Regions from separate parts of the Sus scrofa genome. Here all the other regions are linked to region 2. Evidence: chromatin contacts called from public HiChIP or PLAC-seq data. All regions are on one chromosome and are shown on one strand. Each heading gives the region's core, a stretch centred on a gene start, on an enhancer-like site or on the middle of the called end of the contact. The rest is flanking DNA. Distances are from core to core; before and after follow the strand shown. Region 1 has its middle 74 kb from the start of HIF1A. Region 2 overlaps PRKCH (protein kinase C eta type). Region 3 has its middle 36 kb from the start of HIF1A. Region 4 has its middle 130 kb from the start of HIF1A.

Region 1 (3,375 bases), core at 638-3,137, 200 kb before region 2:
GGATCTTTTAAATGGTCTAAATTCTCTAAATACATCCACACACACACACACACACATACACACAAAAGAATGAGGATTTTTCAGCAACACTCCTCTGTTTCATGTTTTCCTGCTCTTAAAAGTAGAAACACAAAACAATTATGCCATGAACTAAGTGCAAGAAAATGTCAGTTGGGTGTCAATATTTCATCACTGTACATTAATCTACCATCTTTTAGAAGCTCATTGATGATATTTTTGAGAGAAATGTCCCACAGAAGCATCAATATATCAAGTTTACTCATTATTTTCAGGGGTCTTTCTTCAGCTGTTCCTTCCTTTCCTCCACTACCCATTCTTTTAGCAAAGATAATGTGGTGCAGGAAAAAGGAAGACCTGGTGGAAAAATCAGGAAGGAAGTCAACAGGATGCAATCTTCCTCAGTCATCTCATCTAACATTTGGACTCTGCCATGATGGGAACTCCAGACTGTACTTTTCTTGGGGGCAGCATGAGCACCTAGGGAGAGATGGACATGACAGCAAACCATCTTGGAAATAGGTGGAGAAAGAGGGTTTGGAATTATTGAGGGACCTGAGGTTGCAGGAGTGGATGTGACATTTGAGATTGGATACCTAAAGATGGGTGCTCTGGAAAGTCTTGGGCAGGAGGAGGGAACTCCTTTGATGACACTATAATCCCTTATAAAGCACACACTGGAAGGTAACCTAAGAATGTTTTTCAGAATGTTGTAAAGTCACAGAGTTCAGCCTACTTTTTTCAAGCACCTGGCACTCCTTGAGAGGAAGTTCAGGTACGTGGGGAGCCCTTTGCTAAGCCAGAGTGTACTGCTGGGGATCACAGGCAAATGCACTAAATGGTCTACTGCCTAAGTTGATCTTCTGAACTCTCCCATCTCAAGGGCATGCTGTGGTAACCTCTGTGGTCAAATGTCTTTCTTGCTATATTTACCTACCTACCTTTAGGAGTGTAATGTTTCTCATAAAGCCATTGTTTCATTGAGAGGAAGTGTTTTGTACAGTCCCTGGAGTTAAGCTAACTACTCCACTTACTAGGCTTGCGATCTTGGGGCAAGTTGCTTGACCTCCTGATCCATCAGTTTTCCCATCTGTACAATAGGCACCAACAACCTCACAATAACCTCAAAGGGTTGTCTTGAGAGCAAATTGACATAATGCATAGAAAGAGGCACCTTGAAAGCTTTCAATGAAGGATAAGTATCTTTGTTATTAAAACTGTGTCCTCAGATGAGCTTCTCAGTTTCTTCTTTGGGTGGGAAGCAGAAGTTTAGATCATTAACAGGCAAAAGCATTTGCCGGACAAGCTGGAAATCACTATGACTCACTCTCCACAAACGCTGCACTTTGAACAGGAGTGGAATTTTACCTCCTGTGCCACAAAAGCTTTATAAGCTTCTTCAAGGGCTAGTTTATAAGGAGAAAGTGTCTTGGGCCCTTACATAAGATAATAAAGCTCACTGAATCAGAGGAATAAGAAAGGGACTTTGAGAGTCTGTCTATTTCCCGACGACCTACGCCACCCAGGCATGTGAGAATCTGCCTTTATGCAAATAGCTCCTGGGTCTCTTCGGTGGCATTGCCAGCTCCTCCTCCCCTAGTCCCGCCCTCCCTGGACCCAGCTGAGTTCCTGGAGCCCAGTCTTTTTACCCAGGAGCAAAGTTGGAACAATTGTATTCACCAATCTTTGGCCTTATTTTAGGATGAGATAGGACAGTAGAGCACTTTGACTAGCATTTTTATAAATACCATAAAAAAAGAAACTCTTCCTTGGGCCAGTTTCAAGAATTTAGGGCCTTGTGCTGCAGAGTAATGATGTGGAACTGACTCAATCTCATTGTTTTGGCTGCCAAATAGCCAAGGCTGGCTGTGAGCGCCTTATTTTTTCCTAAGCCTCCCCCAGCTGTTCACCATATTCAGGGTTCTGTAGCTAGAGTCTTTTTCCACACAGCAGTCGGAGCACTGTCAGAGCCTGCCGTTACCATCCGGAGTCTGGACTTGACAGAGCCTGGTCTCAAAACTTCCCGGTGCCTGCTTCATCTCTTGTCCCTGCTGTGAAGGAGCAGGCCACTCAGGTGGATCCTCCGTGGCTTCCTATAGTCTGTGCATGACCAGGGCCTCTTCCTCCCTCACCTGCTACGTAGGGAGGGTTTCCTGGCCCATTCTTCCATTCTCACGCTCTTCACACCCTGGTGAGCTCACTCTCACAAAGACAGAGTTTCTTTGTATGCTTAGCTTTTTTTTCTTGCTGAAGAAAAAAAGGAAAAGATAGTCTGATGCTAGCTCCTTTTTTTAGGGCCACAACCATGGCATATGGAAGTTCCCAGGCTAAAGGTTGAATTGGAGCTACAGCTGCTGGCCTATACCACAGCCATAGCAATGCCAGATCCTTAACCCAATGAGCGAGGCGGGGGATTGAATCCGCATCTTCATGGATCCTAGTCAGATTCGTTACCACAACAGGAATTCCACTCTGATTCTAGCTCTTAATCCAAAATGATTCTGCCAAGACTGTCAGGAAAGGTGAATGAAATGATGGGGGTGGGTGTGGAGGCAAGGAAGTGGGTGGGTAATAAGGTGTAAGCAGCAGCAAGGACATTGAGGTTACTGGGGCACACCAGTCATGTGAACAGCAGGTGTTTCTCTCCAGGTCAAAAATACTGTTCTGTAGTCTGTTTTTAAAATTATTATTGTATATATCACATCACTAATTGAGATTAAAATATTAGAGTTCAAAATTCATATTTTATCCATCATTTTAACAAAAGAAATGTTTTTATTTGTCTGAGTTTGGGTTCCTATTGCCCCTATTCACAGTGTTTCTCATGCTGGTTTTATTTTATTTTTTTTTATATTAATCCCCCTACGGGCTTTTTGAGACCTTTGTTCCTGATCACTCCCCCATGAATTTTTTTGGTATTTCTTTTTTTAATACATATTTTTAATGAAGTATAGTTGATGTATAATATTATGTGGATTACGTGTGTACAATATAGTGATTCACAATTTTTACAGATTATACTCTATGGTTATTATAAAATATTTGCTACATTTCCCATGTTGTACACTATATTCCTTATAGCTTATTTCATACCTAGTAGTTTGTACCTCTTGCTCTTCAACCTCTATTTCCCCCTCTACCCTCCCTTTTTCCTACTAGTAACTACTAGTTTGTTTTCTGTGTCTGTGAGTCTGCTTCTTTTTTGTTATATTCATTTGTTCTATGTTTTAGATTCCACATGTTAAGTGACATCATAAAGCATTCATATTTATCTGTCTGACTTATTTCACTTACCATAATGCCCTCCAAGAAGTCTATCCATGATGCTGCAAATAGCAACATTTTATTCTTTCTTAT
Region 2 (3,550 bases), core at 298-2,797:
AAAGGCACTTCCCACGGCCACAGCACAGGAGGGAAAAGCATGGCAGTGGTGGCTGGGGCGGGGGGCTTTTACTGGAAGGGCTCTCCTCTTCTGTTTTAGTTGGGAATTACATATTACATCATTTTCATGTTGAAAAAAATTGTACGCCCTAAGAATGGAATGAAGAGACTCTGGGAAGAACTCCAAGACTCCCTTCGTAAGACCTGAGAAATATATCCTTATAGACCGTCCTCAAGAAGTGGGTGGGAGTGGGCTCCTCTACTGTGCAAATACACTGAAACCAGGAGGCCTCACACGGAAAGGAAACAGGAATCCCTGGGGGGCGGGGAAGGGAAGACAGGGCAGGGCTCACCAAAGGCCCCCAGCATGTGTGTAGGGGTTGCGGGGCGGGGGGTGCTGCTGTGAGCCAGAGCTGAGGTTCTACCTGAGAGCACAGGGCAGGACCAGCAGGACAGCAATCAGTCTAGAGGCACTGATATTGGGGGCGGGAGAGGGTCCATGCAGCCGGGTGTGGGGCTGCCAGAGAAGAGGCCAGTGCTCACAGTGGATGACACAGCGTAAACATCAAAGGTGAGCCTGGGGAGGTGAGCTGCTCAGCTCTGCCCCAAGCCCAGCAGGGCCAAGGATCCTGGCCCATCCCTGCCCCCAGGAATCTCCATCAGGTCTTCCTTCCATTGCAGCACATATGAATCCGTGTGCACATGCAGCTTCCAGGCAAGCCCTATGGGCTCTCCTCTGAGCGGATGGCAGGCTCACAACTGCTATTGTGACCAGATCACTCAGAGGCTCAGCGGCTGACTCCACATTGTGGACAGACTGCTTGGGTCCCCAATTGCCTAGGAGAACCTGGCTCCATGAGGGAAGGGCCCCCCTCCTGTGTTCACCGCTGCACCCTAAGACCTCGAAGCTGAGCACATACCCTGAAAGCAAGCCAGGCACATGGCCAAATGAACTGACACCTCTGATGGTCACCTGCTGGCGGGTAAGTCTTTGTGATTCCAATTCTGCTACATTTATACAGAAGGGTGGGCTGATGTTGTCGTGAGTGGCCTCAGAATAATCTGGAAGAGATGGACACAGCTGAGTTCCTACCAGTGATGAAATAATTATGGGGAACTCAAGTATTTCAAAACTTCAGTCCACTCTGGCCTATGGTTTCCACCCAGAGCAGTGGGCTTTTACACTGCATGATTCTCGGTTCAGGGTCAAAGTGAGACCCACTCCAGCTACTCCCAGGGTATCACCTATAGGCCACCCTGAGGTGCTGCCAGTTGGATTGTTAGTCTTATAACAAACCAAAGAAAGACTGGCCTGTAGGTAAGATTCTCCCCCAGAATCCAGTGTCCAGTTTCGGGTCCCTTTCCTTTTGTAGCAGAAAGTAAATCCAGTCACTGTACTGTCTGTTCCATGTGTGTTAATCTTCTCATCCCAACTAGACCAAGGATTCAAAGGACTGTTTCTCTGGCTTAGCTCTCCATCATGGTGATTCCGGTCCAGCTGACTTCTCACTAAACTATTTGGCAGAGAGCCCATCACATTCTCAGGCCTGGAGCCACTCCCAGCACTTCAAGCCCCATGGTTTTAAAGCAGGGCCCTGCTAAGGCCAGGGGATCTAGACTCTGGCAGGTTCCCAGGCACGGGCAGGGAAAACCATGACCAAAACTCACTACCACAAAGCTCAGGCAGCGGTCGGGGAATGCAGAGACCAGAGCTGATCCTGGCAAGTCTCAGATGAGTCACAGGAAATGACAGGCGATCCAGGAACCACCTTAGAACCATGGAGGTGGGGGGTCGAGGCCAGGTCTAGGTCATCAGCATCGATGAAGGCTAGCAACGAGGCCAGCTACAACAAAACAACCTCAAAGGGAAACACATGCCAAACCTTTCAAACCCTTGGGTCACGCCGAGTGTTCTGGCAGGCGGAGCCAAGCAGAGGGAGCGAAGGGAACAGCCAGAACTCCGGGTTCTCCTCCTTCCCATTCATTGCCATGGCTCTATTGAGTCACAGAGAGGCGGGAAGCCGGGAAGCCTCAGAGGACAGAAGCAAAGGTCCGAAATAAACCTCCCAGAAATCCAGGGCCTGGAAACAACCTCTGTGCATTCTGTCCCGGGCCTGAACACGATGAATAAATTGGGAACATGCCCACTTGGGAAACGCCATGTTCTGGCTCGCTTTCTGTTTTTATCTGAGCCAAAGGCAAACTCTACCAAATGACCCAGAAGCTGACCCAATTGTATGTGTGGTACCCATGGCTCAGGGAAGGGAGGAAACCCAACAGGTAAAAGGAAAAGGCCTTTCCTTAGGTATTTTATAAAAGGCCACCACTCTGTATATTGTAAAAAAAAAAAAAGGGAGGGGGGCTGAATTCCTGCCTGGTGACACTCTCCTTAGCTGCACACATTGCAGAGGGGACATTTCTACTTGTGGGATAAAGCAACTAGCATAGATCAGGAAGCTGGTTAAGAACCCCAGCCCGACTCTTGCTTGCTGTGTAATCTGGGGCAAGTTCTTTCACCTCTCTGGACTTCAGTTTCCAGAACTTTAAAATGACGCTAGACAAGCAATGAGATCCTGTTGTATATCACTGGGAACTATATCTAGTCACTTGTGATGGAGCATGATAGCAGATAATGTGAGAAAAAGAATGTATATAGGTATGTGTGACTGGGTCACCTGGCTGTATAGTAGAAAACTCACAGAACCCTGTAAACCAACTATGATGGAAAAAATAAAAATGAAAAAAGATAATGTGGAATAAACTTGGTAGTTTAGTCTTTATGCATTGAAGAAGCCTGGAAGATCATATATGACAATGCTAATAAGAGTTGTCTTTGGCCTGTAAGATTGTGAATTATTTTTACTTTCTTCTTTGCATGTATTTATAAAGAGAATTAGGAGTTCCTGTCATGGTGCAGTGGAAATGAATCCGACTAGGAACCGGGTTGTGGGTTCAATCCCTGGCCTTACTCAGTGAGTTAAGGATCTGGTGTTATTGTGAGTTGTGGTGTAGGTCACAGACACAGCTTGGATCTGGCGTTGCTGTGGCTGTGGTGTAGGCTGGCAGCTACAGCTCTGATTGGACCCCTAGCCTGGGAACCTCCACATGCCATGGGTACGGCCCTAAAAAAAGACAAAAAATAATAATAATAATAAATAAAGAGAATTAAATACTTTTAGATTCAGGGGGAAAAAATGAGGCTAATAGTATCTACACTTCGTATTTGTTGTGGATTACCGTGGGCATCAGGAGATATTTCATCCAAAAGATATTTGTGAAAAATACCTAAATGCCCAGTTGTCCAGATCCTGGTAATGAACATAAGTATCCAGCATCCGCTAGGGCCTCAGTGAATAGCAGCTGCTGCTACTTCATCCTTCAGCCACCCCTTCTGCAAGGCTGGGGCAGTTAGGCTCCGAGGATCCACCAGCTATGTAAGGTGTTCACAGAGGCCTTGCCCTGCTGAGGGAGAAGTCTTTCCGCTTTTGTGGCTGTACTTCCCTGTCTCCTCACCTAACTCACTGTCACCCAGCCCTGGCCCAGGATGTCAC
Region 3 (3,514 bases), core at 580-3,079, 240 kb before region 2:
CACAGCTCACAGCAACGCTGGGTCCTCAACCCACTGAGCAAGGCCAGGGATCGAACCCTCAACCCCATGGTCCTGAGTTGAATTTGTTTCTGCTGTCGATTGTTGAAATGACAATACAGGAGTTAGAATATTACATAAACTTAGTAGATAAAACAGAAGCAGGATTTGAGAGGATTGACTCCAATTTTGAAAGAAGTTCTACTGTGGGTAAAATGCTATCAAATAGTACTACGGAGAAATCATTCGTGAAAGTCAATAGAGGGGGCAAACTTCATTGCTGTCTATTTTTAAAAATTCCCATGGTCCCCCCAACAGTTAGCAACTGCTACCCTGATTAGCCACCAGTCATCAACATGGAGGCAGCACCCTCTACCAGCAAAAAGATCAGGACTTGCTGAAGGCTCAGGTGATGGGGAGAATATTTTAGCAATAAAGTATTTCTTTGTTAAGGTATATACATTTTTTAGATACAATGTTATTGCACACTTAATAGACTACAGTATAGTGTAAACATAACTTTTACATACACTGGGAAACCAAAAAATTCATATGACTTACTTTATTGCAATATTTGCCTTATTGCAGTGGTCTGGAACCAAAGCTACAATATCTTGAGGCAGGTCTGTAGCTCCCCATCCATCCACACATTCATTTAGTCCATCAGTCATTCACTTAATCTGAGTCAATGTCCTTTGCAGCCTAACTCACTTCCTCCCTTATTTGACTCTGTTCCTCTCTGAATAGCTGGGTTCTCTTTAATATACAACTAACACCCAAAATGTAACTTGGTCTCATCTTGTTAGCTAAATAATATTATATGCTGTGCACAGTAGGATTAATTTTTGTAAGAAGAGATGTGCATATGCAAAAAACATAGGAGAATCTACAAAGCACATTAACCACTTAACCAGTCATCAACATGGAAGTCATGATGATTTTCACCTCTTTTGTTATACTTTAATTTGCTGACTGATTTTATTCCTAGTAAAACCTGTCAGTGATTACAAAAACAGAGATTTTGTAATAAGACAAAACAATAGTGCTAGTTCCATGTGGAAAAAATGAATGATGTTTAACATAGATCCTCAGCATGTTAAAGTAGGGAGCCAGGAGGAATGAAGCGCAGAATCAAGCCTTGTTTGGGGTGAGTAAATTTAGTGAGAGAAATTCTTATCTACAAAGCTACAATTTTAATCCATAACGCCAGGCGGTCATTTCATAAATTGTTTCCTTTGGTCATATAAGGTGACCGTGGGTCACATGGGCGATGTTAGGAAAACAAATCAGGGCTTCTGTCCCACCAGTGGTGGATTTGGTATCTCTCCCAGGAAGAAAGACCATTCTATAATGCCAATAAGCTTATCGAACCTTCAGCAATTAACCCTTCCCCTATCCCCCCAATTCTGCTTAAGGCATTATAGGGCTGGCTAAGGCTTTGAACAAAATTAAGATCTGTTAAATTAATAATTTCATCTTTCCATTAAGAATTTATTTTGCACTTACAAAATTGGACTATATCCTTGTGTTTATTTTTTAAAGCTGGAAAATAAAAGTGAAGTAAATTTGTCTTCCTCAATTATTGTATTTTCGAGCAAAGTTTACTTATACTCAGTGAAATCATAGCTTTTCTGGTAATTTTTTTCCCTAGCAAAGAAACCTTAATCTTCTTTCTGCAAATGACTATTTGGGCAGCAAATCCTCCATTGAAAATTGTTCCAGACCTCAAGTTACATAACCTGAACAGATGGCAGTCACACAGCTTTGACACGTCAAGATGCAATCCTAGGACAGGCTGAAGAACTCGCACTGGAGCCTTCCAGTGAACAGGCAGGCAGATCCCATGAGCAAGCAGACATGCGTGGCTGTGGGATCCGGTTCAGAACTGCGCTCTGGTTCAGCTTCCCGTGTTCACAACCCAGGAGCAAATTCCTCAGGATCCTGAAAGAGGTACAAATTGTCCTAGAGAAACTAGTGGTAAATTGAGTTGAATCATAAAAATAAACAAATTTCTCCTGTGGGAGAAAACATTCTCTCAGGGAATGTTACACTAGGAGAGTGATTTAATTTACGGTAAGAGTTGCAATGTCACAGGCAGTTGAGCATTGAACGGCTGCATTCTAATTGAGCCTTGGGCTTGGAGCACAAAGGGACGAAACAGATACAAACACCTGTCTTCACAGAGCTTGCAATTTACTAGGGGAGGAGGACAATCAATCCATAAACAAATGAACACACACACACACACACACACACAAATGAGTGAGAAGTGCCAAGGAGGGGAAAAAAATGCAGAGAAGAGGGATAAGAAGAGGTGTGTATGAAATTTTAGACAGGATGGCAACAGAGGTCCTTTTTTAAAAAAATTTTTTTTCATTTTTTTTCTGCGCCCATGGCATGTAGAAGTTCCCAGGGCCAGGTATTGAACCTATGCCACAGAAGTGACCCAAGCCGCTGGAGTGACAATGCCAGATCACCAGATCCTTAATCCACTGTACCACAGGAGAACTCCAGAAGTCCTCATTTAAAAAGACTACATTTGAGTAAAGACCTGAAGAAAATGGAAATGCCAATTATGTGCATACTGGGGGAAAAAACTTTTTTTTTTTTTTTTAAATGGCTGTACTTGCAGCATATGAAACTTCTAGGGCCAGGGGGCCTACACCTCAGCCACAGCAATACTGGATCCTTAACCCATTGAGAGGTCAGGAATCAAACCCGTATCCTCACAGAGACAACATTGGGTCCTTAACCTACTGGGCCACAACGGGAATTCCAAGAAAAGCATTCTAAAGGGAGGAAACAGCAAGTGCCAACACACAGAGTTGGGGGGATCACTGACCAAATAGGGAACTACAAAGTCCAGGGTGGCTGAAGCAGAGTGCACAGGGGAGAGCAGGGTGAGAGGAGATTTGAGAGAGTTGAGTTCAGATCACATAGAGTTTTAAAGGTCATAGTTTGGGATTTGTCTTTTATTCAAAGTGCAGTAGAAATCACTGGGGGGGGGGGATTTGAACAAAGGACAAGATTTGAATTGTTGATCTGGATGACTTGGTGTAGGAAATCATCCATTGGGTAGTAAGTCCAGAGGCCAGGGGTGGGGAAGCCAGGGGCCAAAGGGCAGCAGTTAGGAGGCTCTTGAGAGAAAGAAATAACAATGATATGAAGCAATATGGCGGCAGTGGAGATAAGTGGAAGTGCGCAACTTCTGGCCATATTATTAAGGTAAAACCAACTGTTCTGGTGTTTATGGATTAGGTCTATTGTGTAAAAGAAAGAGAAAAGTCAAGATTTGGAGGGCCGTGCAACTGGGAGGATGGAATAGAGCTGAGAAGTTTAGTAAAAAGGAGAAGGATGTGGGAGGAGAGGTAGGGATGTCAGGAGTTCAGTTTGGGATGTATTGTTCGAGATGCCTGTTAGACACCCAAGGGGAGATGCCGAGTAAGCTATGGCTTGTACAAGTGGGGTGTTCCAAGGAGAAATCTGGGCTAAAGATATATAAGTTGGGGAGTCATGA
Region 4 (3,549 bases), core at 704-3,203, 140 kb before region 2:
ACTTCTATCTTCCCCTGAGGGGCCCATTCTGGACGTCACTGGTCTGTGCCCTCTTCACAGCTCATGGTTTCTGCACCTTCATTTCCAAAGGCAAGTGGAAATAGTGACTTGCGGTACAAATGGGCATTTGCAGAGTTTTCCTCCTCCCATTTCCCCTCAAGTATTTTGTAGTTAGGCCTTGGAACTGATTCCAGCAGCAATGAGGTTAAAACTACTGCCAAAGCTAAGGCCAAATTGGATTTTGTTTAAGAGGTGGGTCCCTTGTCATTTTCATCTGTAGATAAAAGACTTCTGTTTTCTCAGAAGAGAAAAGAATAGCAGTAAGAAGGTGTGTGAGGCCTCGGCTTGAGGAAGCGGAGGGTGTTAGTGGGTACTGGGTCTCCTTATAAGTGTGGCCATCCTCTTGGTGGCATTTCATCCATGTGTTGTGGTTTTCCCAGGTGGAAGCAAGGGCTGACTGGGATTTTACTAATGACCTCCATCAGCAGACCCTGGGTGGGGGTAGGGGTGCGGGGGGGGGGTGTCTCTCTCAAACTTTAACATATGAGCAGATCCTCTCTAAAATGCAGATCTCCTTTCAGTGGGTCTGAGACAGAGTCTGCCTTTCTATCAAGCTCCTGGTGCCATGCACATTTTGAGTAGGGAGAGGTTAGTTTTCTATTTATTGCCTCTCTACCCTCCTGCTGGGCTATGTTATTTTATCAAAACAATGCAATAGGAGCGAGGGCCAATGACTGGCCTCCTGAATCATCTATTGTTAGAGCTGTTTCTTGCAGTGCATTAAAAAGGGCCCTCCCAGTAGTTCCCCTTTGTGCAAGAAGCCCATTTGTAACAAGACACTGCTGGCAAGCAAGCTACTGTGCAAAGCTGCTTTGGCTCTTTCTGCCTGCTGCCAGGTAGCTGCTGGTTGGTGTCTGAGCAGGAAGTTTTCTGTGATAGTGTTGATGGTGCTGATTCTGAAGAGGGTGGGGTGTTCTTTGCTGTAGTAGCTTCAGAGACCACTCTCTGCACTACTACCCACACCCTATGCCCACGCTCATGGGAAGGATGAGGTGGAAGCTGAGAGAGAGAAGCATCAGGCAAATTTCTGCAGACCCAGCGATGTTATTTTTCACTTTCTCTGCTACAGGACATCCCACACTTTTTATAAATATTTATAGGACAATTTCCCTCTTGAGAGAGCCCAAGTGTGGGCGATGGCGGGGAGGATGAAGGGAGAGAGGAGGAAAACGGCAGTGCTTGCATTGTATGAGTGAAGTTGGGGGAAAACCCTGATGGCTTGTTTCAGGCCAATCTCCTCATCTGCAAGAGGAAGAGCTGGGCTAGATTAGAGATACTAAAGCAGGGCTCTGTGATTAAGCCAGTAACTCCCTGCAGTTATAAGCAATGTTTCATCATTGTGGAATTTTTTCCAAGGCAAGAGCTAATAAATTTCAACAGTTTCTCAAAGGGTCCGTGATTCACAAAATGTTCATCAGCACCTTTTCAGGCAGGATCATCTTCTAGGCCAACCTAGAGTGAATATCTGGGGTGCTGAGGCTTCTAGCAGCAGCGGAGATCAAGTTCAGGTCACGGGACTAGGCAGGTTGGGGCAGCCACTCAGAATCGTTTTCAGCAGGGTCGGCAGGGGGCTGACTCTCAGCAACCTCATTTCACAGAGGGCAGGCTGAGCTGCGGTCAATTCAAGTGACTCTAAACCTCTGAGTTGGGAGCCGAGTCTGGACCAGAACCCAAGCCTGATATAGAGAGTCCAGGTCCGCACTGCTGAAAAGCACCTTCAATCAGGCCGTCGTTTCGGAAGGGCAAGACATTTGTGACCACAGCGCCAGGAGCTCAGCTGGCTATTTCTAGCTTGCTGAATGTCAAAAATCCAGGCCGCTTCTCACAGCAGCCTCCACTTGTCAGACCAAATCAAGGCATCGGAGCGTCAAGCAGGCGAATCAGCTGCCTTCAGCTCCAGCCTTGCTGCGCCCGCCTGCGCGGTGCACCTGACCTGGTCCTTGCGCAGCCCTGCCCCCACGCCCACCTATACCCCCTGGTCCAGCCTGTGCGGACTCGAGGGTTTTCTTAGCGAGGACCCACTGGCTTGGCAGTCTGCTAGGACCCAGTGTGACGCCAGGAGATGTTCTCCTATGGCTTTTGACCCCAACATCAGACTGGGCAAGACACTCTGCCTTCTCTCTGGTTTTATTTTATTTTATTTTGACTCTTCCACTTTCACTTGCATCTCTTTCTCAATGCGACTCCCACCTCCCACTCCAGTTCTTTTCTAAATCCAAATCAATGAGCTGGTTTGTGTCTGCAGAGTCCAGTTTCACAGCCACACAAGCAAACACCAGTCCTGTGTGTCTGCTGTCGTTTTCCTTTCATGGAAATATTAGAACAATTGTGGGGTTAGGCTTTGGACACCGCTGGCTGACTTGACCCTCAGGGAGCTGACAGCCTCCTGGGGGAGAGAATGTGATATTTAAAATTGTGATTTGAAGGTTTCAGAGGCGGCAGTGAGCAGGGTAGGAAGAGAGAACAGGCAATAGGGTGAGACTTGAAAGAAGGCAGGGTGGCCATTCGTGTGAAGACATGGGAGCCAGTGCCACCTGATAAGCTAAGGAGGAGCCGAGAAAGGAACATGGGTCAGAGAAAAGTGGGTAGACTTTATCCTGCCCATGCAGGCCTTTTGGAGGGTATTTTGCTGTTGTTTTGCTTTGCTTTGGATGGTTTTAACCACGGCAGTCACTGGTCAGATATGTTTTCTTAGGTGGAGCTGGAAGCGGGACTCCTCTAAGTCTGATCACAGGGGTTGCAGCATCATGGAAGCCATGTTCCTCCACTTGAGGCTCAAATAACCCATTTTCTTTTGCTCACCCCATGCCGGCCCTGCTGCTTTATTCCTCTCCTTAGCACCACTCTGACTGGTTTGGCCTTCTGCATCTTGCTGGCCCTTACCTAACCTTTAGGTAAGGTGCTAGGTTGACTGTACTTCTAATCACCACCCTATTTTCAACACTCATTGACTCAATAAATGTAAGTGGCTGCTCTGTGCCAGGTGCTATGCTCTTCATTGGGGGTATACAGAAGAGAAGATTCACATGTTTCCTGACCCCAAAGAGCTTAGAATTTGTCCAATGTTTCCCAAATTTGCTCATTCATCAGCGTCAACTGTAAAGGTTTTTTTTTTTTTTTTTTTTTTTTTTTTTTTTTTTTTTTTTAAATGCAGCTGATTGAACATCACCTGGGCTGAGGGCTAAATGGGAATCTTTGGGGGTAAGTTCCAGGGAGCCATGTTATTGAAACTCTCCTCCAGGTAATTCTGCTAGGCAGTCCAAACCACTGAGCCTTAGAGGAATGCTGGACTGGAATTTCACTGGTGGTTGTTCCTCTGCATGGCTGCTTGGGAAAACAAACTTAAAGTCAGGTTCTTAGCCACAAGAAAGTCAGAAATCATCAGAGGAAAACAGGGAAAACTCAGTCTGTCTGGGCTATAGGTCTGGGACCTGCTCACATGACTTTAAAGAAAGGGGAGGGACAGCGGGGATGGATGAATGGGAGGAT

Evidence for each region. HiChIP or PLAC-seq counts read pairs in DNA pulled down with a chosen protein or histone mark.
Region 1: a contact with region 2 is called in an H3K27ac HiChIP or PLAC-seq map of skeletal muscle. The contact joins two enhancer-like sites. A contact is called at or near these places in 1 of 47 Hi-C or Micro-C datasets (embryonic fibroblasts) and 2 of 2 datasets of contacts at active chromatin or transcription factors (alveolar macrophages and skeletal muscle).
Region 3: an H3K27ac HiChIP or PLAC-seq map of skeletal muscle shows a contact between it and region 2, with 6 times the contacts expected there. The contact joins two enhancer-like sites. A contact is called at or near these places in 1 of 47 Hi-C or Micro-C datasets (skeletal muscle) and 2 of 2 datasets of contacts at active chromatin or transcription factors (alveolar macrophages and skeletal muscle).
Region 4: an H3K27ac HiChIP or PLAC-seq map of skeletal muscle shows a contact between it and region 2. The contact joins two enhancer-like sites. A contact is called at or near these places in 2 of 47 Hi-C or Micro-C datasets (embryonic fibroblasts and mesenchymal stem cells) and 2 of 2 datasets of contacts at active chromatin or transcription factors (alveolar macrophages and skeletal muscle).

What each region holds. Positions count from the first base shown.
Region 1 is chr1:190,549,698-190,553,072 of Sscrofa11.1, reverse strand. No RefSeq gene overlaps it. Among named protein-coding and RNA genes, the nearest start is that of HIF1A, 74 kb to the left of the region's middle. Within about 2 kb of position 1,887, at least 23 of the 83 cell types and tissues checked have an H3K27ac peak or open chromatin away from gene starts, as enhancers often do. A contact at or near this core is called in skeletal muscle, where this site is marked.
Region 2 is chr1:190,350,283-190,353,832 of Sscrofa11.1, reverse strand. All of the region lies in intron 9 of PRKCH (protein kinase C eta type), which reads right to left. Among named protein-coding and RNA genes, the nearest start is that of PRKCH, 150 kb to the right of the region's middle. Within about 2 kb of position 1,547, at least 36 of the 83 cell types and tissues checked have an H3K27ac peak or open chromatin away from gene starts, as enhancers often do. A contact at or near this core is called in alveolar macrophages and skeletal muscle, where this site is marked.
Region 3 is chr1:190,587,381-190,590,894 of Sscrofa11.1, reverse strand. No RefSeq gene overlaps it. Among named protein-coding and RNA genes, the nearest start is that of HIF1A, 36 kb to the left of the region's middle. Within about 2 kb of position 1,829, at least 3 of the 83 cell types and tissues checked have an H3K27ac peak or open chromatin away from gene starts, as enhancers often do. A contact at or near this core is called in skeletal muscle, where this site is marked.
Region 4 is chr1:190,491,130-190,494,678 of Sscrofa11.1, reverse strand. No RefSeq gene overlaps it. Among named protein-coding and RNA genes, the nearest start is that of HIF1A, 130 kb to the left of the region's middle. Within about 2 kb of position 1,953, at least 19 of the 83 cell types and tissues checked have an H3K27ac peak or open chromatin away from gene starts, as enhancers often do. A contact at or near this core is called in alveolar macrophages and skeletal muscle, where this site is marked.